2 separate regions of the Gasterosteus aculeatus genome follow, and region 2 is linked to region 1. A link is a contact called in public Hi-C data. All regions are on one chromosome and are shown on one strand. The core of a region is the stretch at or near the end of the contact, and the rest is flanking DNA. Distances in the headings are between cores, read along the strand shown.

Region 1 (4,651 bases), core at 796-3,295:
TAGAGAAGGAAAGCTTCAACAGTTGAAGTTGCAATTAATTAAAATGATTTAACTTAATAGTAATACTAATAATACAAAATACATAAACTCTGTATATTGTTTAGTTTATTTAATATGAAAATTATTTTTTATTAAATTAATATAAGACTAAACCTAAACTTTGAAAGTTTTATGTCTTGCACACAATTGTTATTTGGACACATCTGAGAGAAAAACAAACACAGACTCTTCTTATTCCCGCTGGACACAAATGCAGGTCTCGATTGCCTTTGACAAAGACATCACAGTAGTGTGTCCTTGCCCTGCTGGGCAACACAATGGTCTCCAATAGTCTTACTTTGCCAAACCAAAGCCGAAGCAGCAGCTCTAGCTGCAATATATTTTATGATCCATCATAACTTTCTTGTCATATTCACAGATTATGAAGCAGAAGAAGTGGCTAATTGTCAGTACGCTTGCAAAGAGATTTGATCGGTAATTGCCCACTAATGAGCCCTCCAGGGTGAACACAAATCTTCACATAAAAAATAGCATTTTGGACCTCCATGCAGGTTGTAATAGACGCACTTCATCACCACCTCGTGAGATTGAGAGGATCACTCAACCAAATACTTTACAGTGTGTTTAGAATGAAAACCCCCCGTAGAGCAGGGGGTAAGTAGGCAATCCTTCATTCTGAGCAACGCAGAGGTGAAATGTAAGTAAACTCTGCAAATGCGCACGGCCACCCAAGTGCCAGATGCTGCGAGCTGGTGCCAACATGGCATATGAGTGACTCATTAAATCACAAGAGTGAAATCCATTGGCCTTTCTCTGATGGCTCACTGTCTTTCATTCAAAACAGCGGCAATTCTGCCTGACTTTCTTCGATCGGGGGAAAGCAGCCAGCTGGGACAGTTCCCGGCTCATTATTGATGGAAAAAACGTGGATGAAGAATTTGAAAAAATGTGCGTTGAGAATGGGACCATGGGGAGGCAGCCATGGTATGAGAGAAAGGAAAAACAGTTTCCTGTAAGCAGTAGATTATGAAAACATTAGGCAACAATTACCGTAATGAGAGTTATTGAAGCGGCAAGGTAGCAGACAAGCTGTGTGCATCTGGCGGCTGCATCTGGCTGCAGAGGCAGAAACGTCCAAAGGGGCAGGCGGGAAGTCATTCATTTGTTATTGGCCATTCCGTCCCTGTGGATGGACAAATGGCTTTGTCAGTATTTGCCATGTACTGGAAAGGATCTCACATGCTGCATATTGACGCATCCTCTGCGGTGGATATTAAGTGCACTGTCAGAAAATCTGAAGATGTCATTCAGGGTAAATTGAAGGTAATGACATTTGGCGAGCAATTCAAGTCCCTCCCTCTGCTTTAATAGATGAGCACAAGATAGATATTATGAGCTGCTGATAGTTTCTGCATCACACCTTTTATAATTCATCATTTCCCACATAGGACATTTTCTGTGAAGCCCTGATGATTTATGACTCCTAAACTAAAACAAAGACCAAAGTCAGACACAAGCACACGCTTAATTTGTGCTGGCAGTGATTGACTATCAGTAAAGACACGGCATCAAGGGATAACTGTTAATGTTTAACATGGCATTCACGACTCAAATCTTTTGGTTTGGCAATAAAATAATCAAGTTGATAAAACTATGTATTTTCATGGCAATACTGTGACAAACAACATATGGTTTTTCTTAAACCCTAAATTATACAAACTTTACTTTAAGCGTTGTGAAACACTGCCATCCCAAATAAACAACATCATGAACTGATGGTTGCTCGCGTTGATCCCAAACCAATGCCATTTTGTGTTTTATTCATTGTGTGTTGAATTCATTCCCACTTCCTGATTTGTCACTGGCAATTTAGCACACAATATTGAATCGTGCCCTCGCTGCACCCAGCGGCCCATTTAATCAGGCAGTGGGATTAAGCCTGAGCCGCCCGGTGCCGGAGGAGACGCGGGCTACGGTAACATGACTCTCTGTACTAGGGACTCGAGATGGATGGGCTGGGCCACAGTCTGCGTGGAACGCCTCCATTGGGCCGTTTGGCCCGGTGGAGCCCATCAATCAGGGCGGCACTCACAGGTCTGAGGCTGAGGCTGTGTAATGACGCGAACAGCATGTGGCCGAGCCATCCCTGGCTGCTCAGGTGTAAGGGTCTGCCCTGTCCGCTGGTCCTCTCAGCTCCTTCACCGCCATCATCCATCATACGCCGGACGGATTCACAGCATGCAACAGATTCCGTGGGTTAGATTTGATGTGATCGCGTCGGATCAAAGTCAAGATCAAACCGTAAAAAGAAAAAAGCTTGACCATGTGGGGCTCTATTCTTTTAAGGCCTGTTCGTCATCTTAAAGTTATTATGTACCTTATTAGCTAAACCAAACCCCTGATGCCCTTTAAAGTGAAGGGTATCATGATCCCATGCAACTTGTATGGATTTCCAATCTTTCAAATGGACAGCGGTTAGATGTGAAGACCAGACGGATCACTCTCCTAATAGCAGTTGTACAGGAAGTTTCCATTAGCAATTCTTTATGTGCCCCGTACTTACGGCTGTGTGGGCGCTTCAATCTTTCTACAAAGTTCATTAAAGGACATATTTTATTGCATATTACAGGCTTTATATCCCTCACACAAACATATTATGCTCCTGGATGAAGGTGGCCTTATGAGTCCCATAAAGCTATCCTCGTGAATATGATTGTAAAAGCTGATGCTCAGTATGGACTCAGAGTGCAAAGGGAAGGTCATTTGGTAGAAAGCATGCATCGCAAAAATGTATGCTTACAGAGATGTCTTTGGTGCAGTATACAAACTGCTGTAATAGATCTACTGCAGCCTAATAGACTTCTTCCAGCCACTGGAGGGGATTTCTGGGGCTGAATTTCAGTGTGTTATGGGACCGAATTAACGCGAACCCATTCTTTGGTCAAGGATTTGTTTTCATGGTGTTGTGAGGTGGGCAACACTAAGTCCCCATGGCTGTGAAATTCCATTATACGCACACAATTCTGGAATTATTCCCCTTTTTGGCTTCATTGCCGTTATAAATTGAGTGTACTTGTGACCCCACATGTAAAGGTAAATAAGCACTGACACGTGGCGCATGAATTCTGCTCTTCTCTCCTGCCCGTTCATTTAACTTCTTCGATTTTCACGAGTGAGATAATGAACCGATGTTGAACATTTTCCATTTTTCTTACATAACCAACGTTTTCTTAAAAGTCAGTGCGTATGAATTGCTGATAATTACTTTTTGTTATGTACTGATGATTTCTAGGTTACAAACGCATAGGAATCCAAAATTAAACCTCAAATTAGATTTGAAAACTAGGATTTGAGGTGCTTCATACAATGCTTTTCATGTGGATTTAAATGGTTGTTCTTTCTCCTGATTTTTAGGAAATTATTAGAAAATATGCCTATAAGGATTCATTAATTTCTACATTAATTGTTTCATTTACCTGAAGAGGAATTTTACATTCCTCTGAAATCAAATAAACAATAACCCCTTAACTATTTCCAGATAGATTTGCATTATATGGGTCTACTTTTCTTATTTGACATGTTTTTAATATTATCCCTGAGACCTTTCTGAGTGAACAAATTAAAGAATGACTCGCATAACTTTTAATGAAGAATACCCTTCCCTAACGGAAGCACAGTTTGACTGGCTTCTGTATGCAAGCGTAGAAAACCATTTTCTGACCCTGCACATGCACGGTTATTCTACCCAGATTTCTAGCAGTACTCCATGACCTTGAAAATAAGTGAAAAGCAATGATGGTCTCGTCTCCTTAACTATCACAGCATGCAAATTGCAAAAGTGTATGCTCCATTACTACTTGCAGTGGCCTCCAACCTCATCACAGCAGTTCACATTTCCGATACGATGTCCATGCGTAAAGACAGCTCATGGTCACTGTAATCTGCAGGTTAATAGCAGCCTTTTCTAAAGGGTGGTGAGGGTGAACGTCCTTTTTGCAAAGAGAGGGGCAATGTCCAAAGATTATTAAGATGTGTTTCCAAGACGTAATGGGGTTCCAGCACATTACATACACCTCTCCATGTCATTAGGTTTTGTCAGGCATAAAAACACTCATTTTACTAATATGGACAAACCATTTCTCATTGGTATGGTGATGACTTGAGAACAGAGTGCAGTCCAATCAAGTCATCACTGTGTCATGGATGACCAGGCCCGTTTGCCACACCACCGTAGATGGCACTGTTGCACTGCTGACAGGCTGACCGACAGCATGCCGACGGCCCAGTCATGGGGCACAGATTGTGGTGTCACTCCAGATCTGTGCATTCGTCAAAGAGATTGGGTGCCAGATTAGCAGTCGAACATTGAATATTGAAAAGCGATCTGAGAAATACAAGTTTCTGCTTGTTTACTGCTTGTCCACTTTGTTCAATTTGCTCTTTAGACCACTTATTGTTGTAATTCTGTTGAAGCAGTTTTAAGGTGATGTAATGATAAGGCCCACACTTAGTTACCTGGATTTTTTTGTGTTTGGCCCATTGGAAAAGGAAACAAATATCAATTTTAGAAGACAGAGACCGAGAAACTCCAATAACGGTGAACATTCAGGTGCTTATTTGCTGTGAATTATAGAAATATGAGATGTCATTC
Region 2 (4,651 bases), core at 1,262-3,761, 180 kb after region 1:
TAGATACGGATGGATGGAATCGTGCAGTTGATGAAAAATAGCGAATGCAACAGTCTTCTTTTTGCAGAGATGGAGTTGCAATTCTGACTACATTGGACAGACAAACTAATCAACAATCAATTTCAGTTTTTTCTGAATTACTTAATATGCTTAATTCCAAAGGAAACAACCGTTTTTTTGAAATATCCTGAACCATAATAAGAGATTTAAATTAATTTTTTATCATCACTTTCTTGGAAGCATTCTTCATAGAAGGACTACAATTAAATGAGTGCATTGTGCAATTAACATTGCAAGCTTCTGTTTTGTCTGGAAATGCAGCCCTTCCAGCATATATTCAAGAACACCCTCTGATGGACTGTGAACCACGTAGCCGATGCTTTAAATAGCAAATTTATACTAGATTTGAAGGTTTTATTCCCGTTTGTTAGGGAGCCCTATCTTTAGCTGAGCTCTGGAGTAAATACTGTAAATGATGTGTGAGGAAAGAGAAGAGATAATGCTTCTTTACCCTGTGTGCGAGCCGGGACATGATTTTCTTATCTAGGAATCCTGCTTCTAAATTGTGAACTGAGCTGCTAAATGCCAAGCTGATCCTCTCTACAGATGGCCAGAAGAGCCTAATTAAATGTAGGATTCTTTGAAGCAGGGATATAGCTTTAAAACTACACATGCAGGTGTATCATGTACCCCCGCCATTCCTGCCTTTCTATCTCTTTTCTTTTAAGCCCCCATTTTGCCATGCAGCTGAATCTGTGCAGCGATTGAAAAAGGGCCGTGGGAGGGGCGCGTGGGGGGGGGGGGGGCAGATGACAGATGAGGCTTGTGTTGCACCGGGCTTGATCTCTCGTTCTGGGTTTTGCTGGAGGCTGAGTACACACCATGCTACGTGAATGATGCCTCTCTAGGAGTGTGTGTGTGTGTGTGTGTGTGTGTGTGTGTGTGTGTGTCCCTTCCCCGACCGCTGCTGGGACAGCTGACCGACTCACACTGTTGACCAATAAACAAACATGGAGTGGCATAGTGTGAAGTTTCCCCCCAGGCCGGCTCTCCCGAGGGGTCCGATAGCACAGCTGCCGCCGTACCCGTCTCCCCCCCGCCTCTTTATGCGAGATCTGACGCGCAGTCAAAGAGCAATGTGCTAGTCACTGCCAACCTGCCCCCACACTCCTCAGCCTCCGCCCCCCCACACAGCTCGAACCCCGAGACACAATTAGAGACTGTCAAGCAGAGGACTTTGGATGTGACTGGTTGACTCCTCGAGACGCTCACAGCCTCTCGTGTTGCACGATGGCAGGAAGGAACAGTCTCTGAGAGCCTTTTTCTTGCCGCTCAGATGCGTGCAGGCGACTGTCTCGCTGGCCCGCTTCCATTTCATATCTCTCGCCTCATTTGAACGGCTCTTTTCTCCCTAAGGACTGACTCTTGTCAAGTAGTATTAGGACAAGTATTAATTTGGGCTCTAGGGAATGTTCGGTGTCCATACAAGGCTTTGATCCCCAAAGGAATGATACATATATATATATATATATATATATATATATATATATATATATATATATATATATATATATATATATATATATATACATTATGTACTCAAGATGTTAAATCAAATAAGAATGGATATGAATGGGATATTTTCTTTCCTGTAATCTTGTATTTGTAAACCTTTAAACTGTTTCTTGAACAAATTTTGATGCCATTTGATATTGTTCTAATTCCAGTTATAACACTTATTTGGATTTGGTTGATGACTTGGTTTTTTTCCTTTTCTTTACAGTGTATATTAGACCCAGATAATGTTTTGTTTGGATTTACTTTTTTTTTGTGGATTTCATTCATTCAAGTTTTTGAATCATACTCATTCAGTCACACATATCGGAAAGGGAAGATGTTTAGTCTCTATGCAATCTAGGATAAAGGTTACGAGCCAAGTTGTGAGGTAATCAGAAGTTCTCATGAATACCAAGCGGAATATCTTCAAAAGTAGCGATTGATGGAAATGGTGTGACTCTTTCTCACTGTCTATATTAATGCTGCGGGGGCTGCGTGACTAAACAGCGTCTTCTTTGTTTTGCAGTCTCTGCTGGGCGTTCAGTGTGAGGTTCAGAGGCAGCTGAAGGCCTTTGTCAAGCTGGAGCGCTTTGGCCAGATCTACAGATCTAAAAGTGCAGGATGTCCTCAGACAGAGGACAAGAAGGTCTTTGCCTCCGGCGGCTCCATCTTCGGCAAGGGCGTGAAGTTTGCGATCCGAGAGGGCCGCATCAGCACCGACATCATCAGCTTAGCCAACGAGGACGGGCGCCGCATGGCCGCAGTGCTGAACGACGCGTTCTACCTCGAAGATCTCCACTTCACCATCGCCGGAATGGACACGCACAACTTCGTCAAACTGGGCTCGGTGGAGGGAGACCTGTCCCTCATCGGCATGACGGTGGGCCGGCGCACGCTGGAGACCGGCGTCAACGTGACGGTGTCACAAGTGAACACTGTCCTCAACGGCAGGACTAGGCGCATCACGGACATCCAGCTACAATACGGCGCACTGTGCTTGAATACCCGTTACGGCAGCAGCGTGGACGAGGAGAAAGCCCGCGTGTTGGAGCTGGCCCGCCAGAGATCTGTCGCCCAGGCCTGGGCCCGGGAGCGCCAGAGACTGAGGGATGGAGAGGAGGGCTCGCGAACCTGGACCGAGGGGGAGAAGCAGCAGCTGCTCGGCTCGGGGAAGGTGCAGGGCTACGACGGGTACTACGTGGTGTCGGTCGACCAGTACCCTCAGCTGGCAGACAGTGTCAACAACATTCATTTCATGAGACAGAGCGAAATGGGCCGAAGGTGACATGAACACGAGGCTCTCGAGTGACGGACTCCGATGTAGGACATGGGACTTCTTGCCAAAGACAGTTGTGTACATGACCTTTTTTTGGGGATTTTTTTTTTTTTTTTTTCTTTGACCGTGCTCAACTTTGTTTTTAATATACTGTTTAAAAAAAAAAAAGAAGAAAAAAAAGTTGCACTGTATTAATGGACGAGGGCCCTTCTCCTTTTGGAGGTTCTTTACCAGTCTTTGCCCTCCAAGTGCGGCTGCTAGAGGATGACAAATGTGCGACGTCTGTGACTTCTTTTTGTGACTCCATTTCCTCATCCCTGCTGGTGGTTCTGTTCAAAGAAATCCAAGAGGAGTATTGGTAATGCATTATGCTCACTGGCTCACTGCTGCCAGACCTGCAGTTTGTTATTCACAAGCTCGCTCCATTCTGCCTTGTCCGCACCTCAGCCAAGGAGATTCCTTCTCTTTTAATCACTTATTTTTTATACTCGAAACCCTCATAGCCCCAGTCATCCATAAATAATGAGAGAGATTTCTGTTGGTGGTAGAGCCCTTCATCAAAACCCCGGCTGAACTTGTCGAAGCACTTTCATTTTGTGTGATGTGATTCTTTTGGTTTAAAGAGGAGGGTTGATACTCATCTGTGGTCTTAGCTGAGAAGGCTTCGGTGCACCCTGACTGTGCATGTTGATGCCCTTCTTCATGAACTACAAGATTAGCAAAACTGCTTAATGAAGACTACATTTTATGGTCGAGCCAACAATAAGGTCACTTTTTTTTCTTAATTGTAATTTGATTTCAACTGGAATTTTTTTTTTCAAAGCAAGAAAAGCAATCTATAATTTGTTCCCTGCTCCCTTTTATTTGGCCGTGGTCGAACACACTCAATTCTGAAAATAGCAGAAGAGCCTGTGAGAAAATACTGTGGAATCAATGTCTGTATTAACAACAACAAAAGGTATTTTACATGAATGGCTTTGAGATACATTTTAGTTTTGTTTTATGAATAGCTGTATGGATTAACAGTATAACAAATGTGAATTTAAAAAAATGTGAACAATAGTCCCTTTTATTGTTAATTGTTGTACTTGAACAATAATCAAGGGTGTTTCAACACATGAAATAAACTGGAACTTAAAGGTGGTTTAGTTAAATGAATTTTTGTGTTTTTCATTAGACTACATTTTTATTGGTCTCTGTTGCATTTGAAAGCCAGTGTTTGTTTAACTTGCTTTAGTCAGTATTCCTCACAACAACATCTAAACAAATACAGCTTGGGATGACATTTTTCATTTGTTGATCGAGATTAAAAATACGGTTGAATAATCAATCTCATCAGTGATAAATACTGCATTAACATTTTGGCTGCTGAGATAGATAAATGGATTGATAGATAGGCTTTGCATTGTGTTGTGGGTGAGATGAAAGATACAAATTGCCTTTGCCCTAAGGGCTGCCCGCAGGTCAGCATCGAAAGTGCTTTCATTCTACGGAATAGCGGTCCTCTCTGTCTTGCGGCTGGCTGAAATGCATTAGTCCTGTAGGTGTACTACTTCCCGTTTACAGACTAAAGGTCGTCTACACTCGGCAACCTTGGAAATAACCCACGTGGACATATTCTAGCTCCCGTATGTCTGCGTCCTCCACAGTGGAGACTGCAAAGGACAATTCTGTTCATTGGAAAACGTAATTTTGTCAAAACTCGAAAGACGAATCGGGACTATTTGGACTTTGGACTTTTTGGACACTGCCAAGCCACTGCACACTCTTGACTTACCTTATCATTTGTCCATCAAAAGATGGAGCCGTTTGTGTGTG

What was found. Hi-C and Micro-C count contacts between places; a contact is called where the count stands out from the background.
Region 2: a contact with region 1 is called in a Hi-C map of skeletal muscle, with 4 times the contacts expected there. The contact joins two enhancer-like sites. A contact is called at or near these places in 2 of 6 Hi-C or Micro-C datasets (both in skeletal muscle).

What each region holds. Positions count from the first base shown.
Region 1 is chr1:15,450,461-15,455,111 of fGasAcu3.hap1.1, forward strand. No RefSeq gene overlaps it. Among protein-coding and RNA genes, the nearest start is that of fam181b, 23 kb to the left of the region's middle. Within about 2 kb of position 2,046, at least 2 of the 9 cell types and tissues checked have open chromatin away from gene starts, as enhancers often do.
Region 2 is chr1:15,627,865-15,632,515 of fGasAcu3.hap1.1, forward strand. tenm4 (teneurin transmembrane protein 4) reads left to right here. Exons shown (of 31, transcript XM_078103875.1): 31 at 2,084-4,651. The coding sequence ends at 2,842. Among protein-coding and RNA genes, the nearest start is that of nars2, 16 kb to the right of the region's middle. Within about 2 kb of position 2,512, at least 1 of the 9 cell types and tissues checked has open chromatin away from gene starts, as enhancers often do.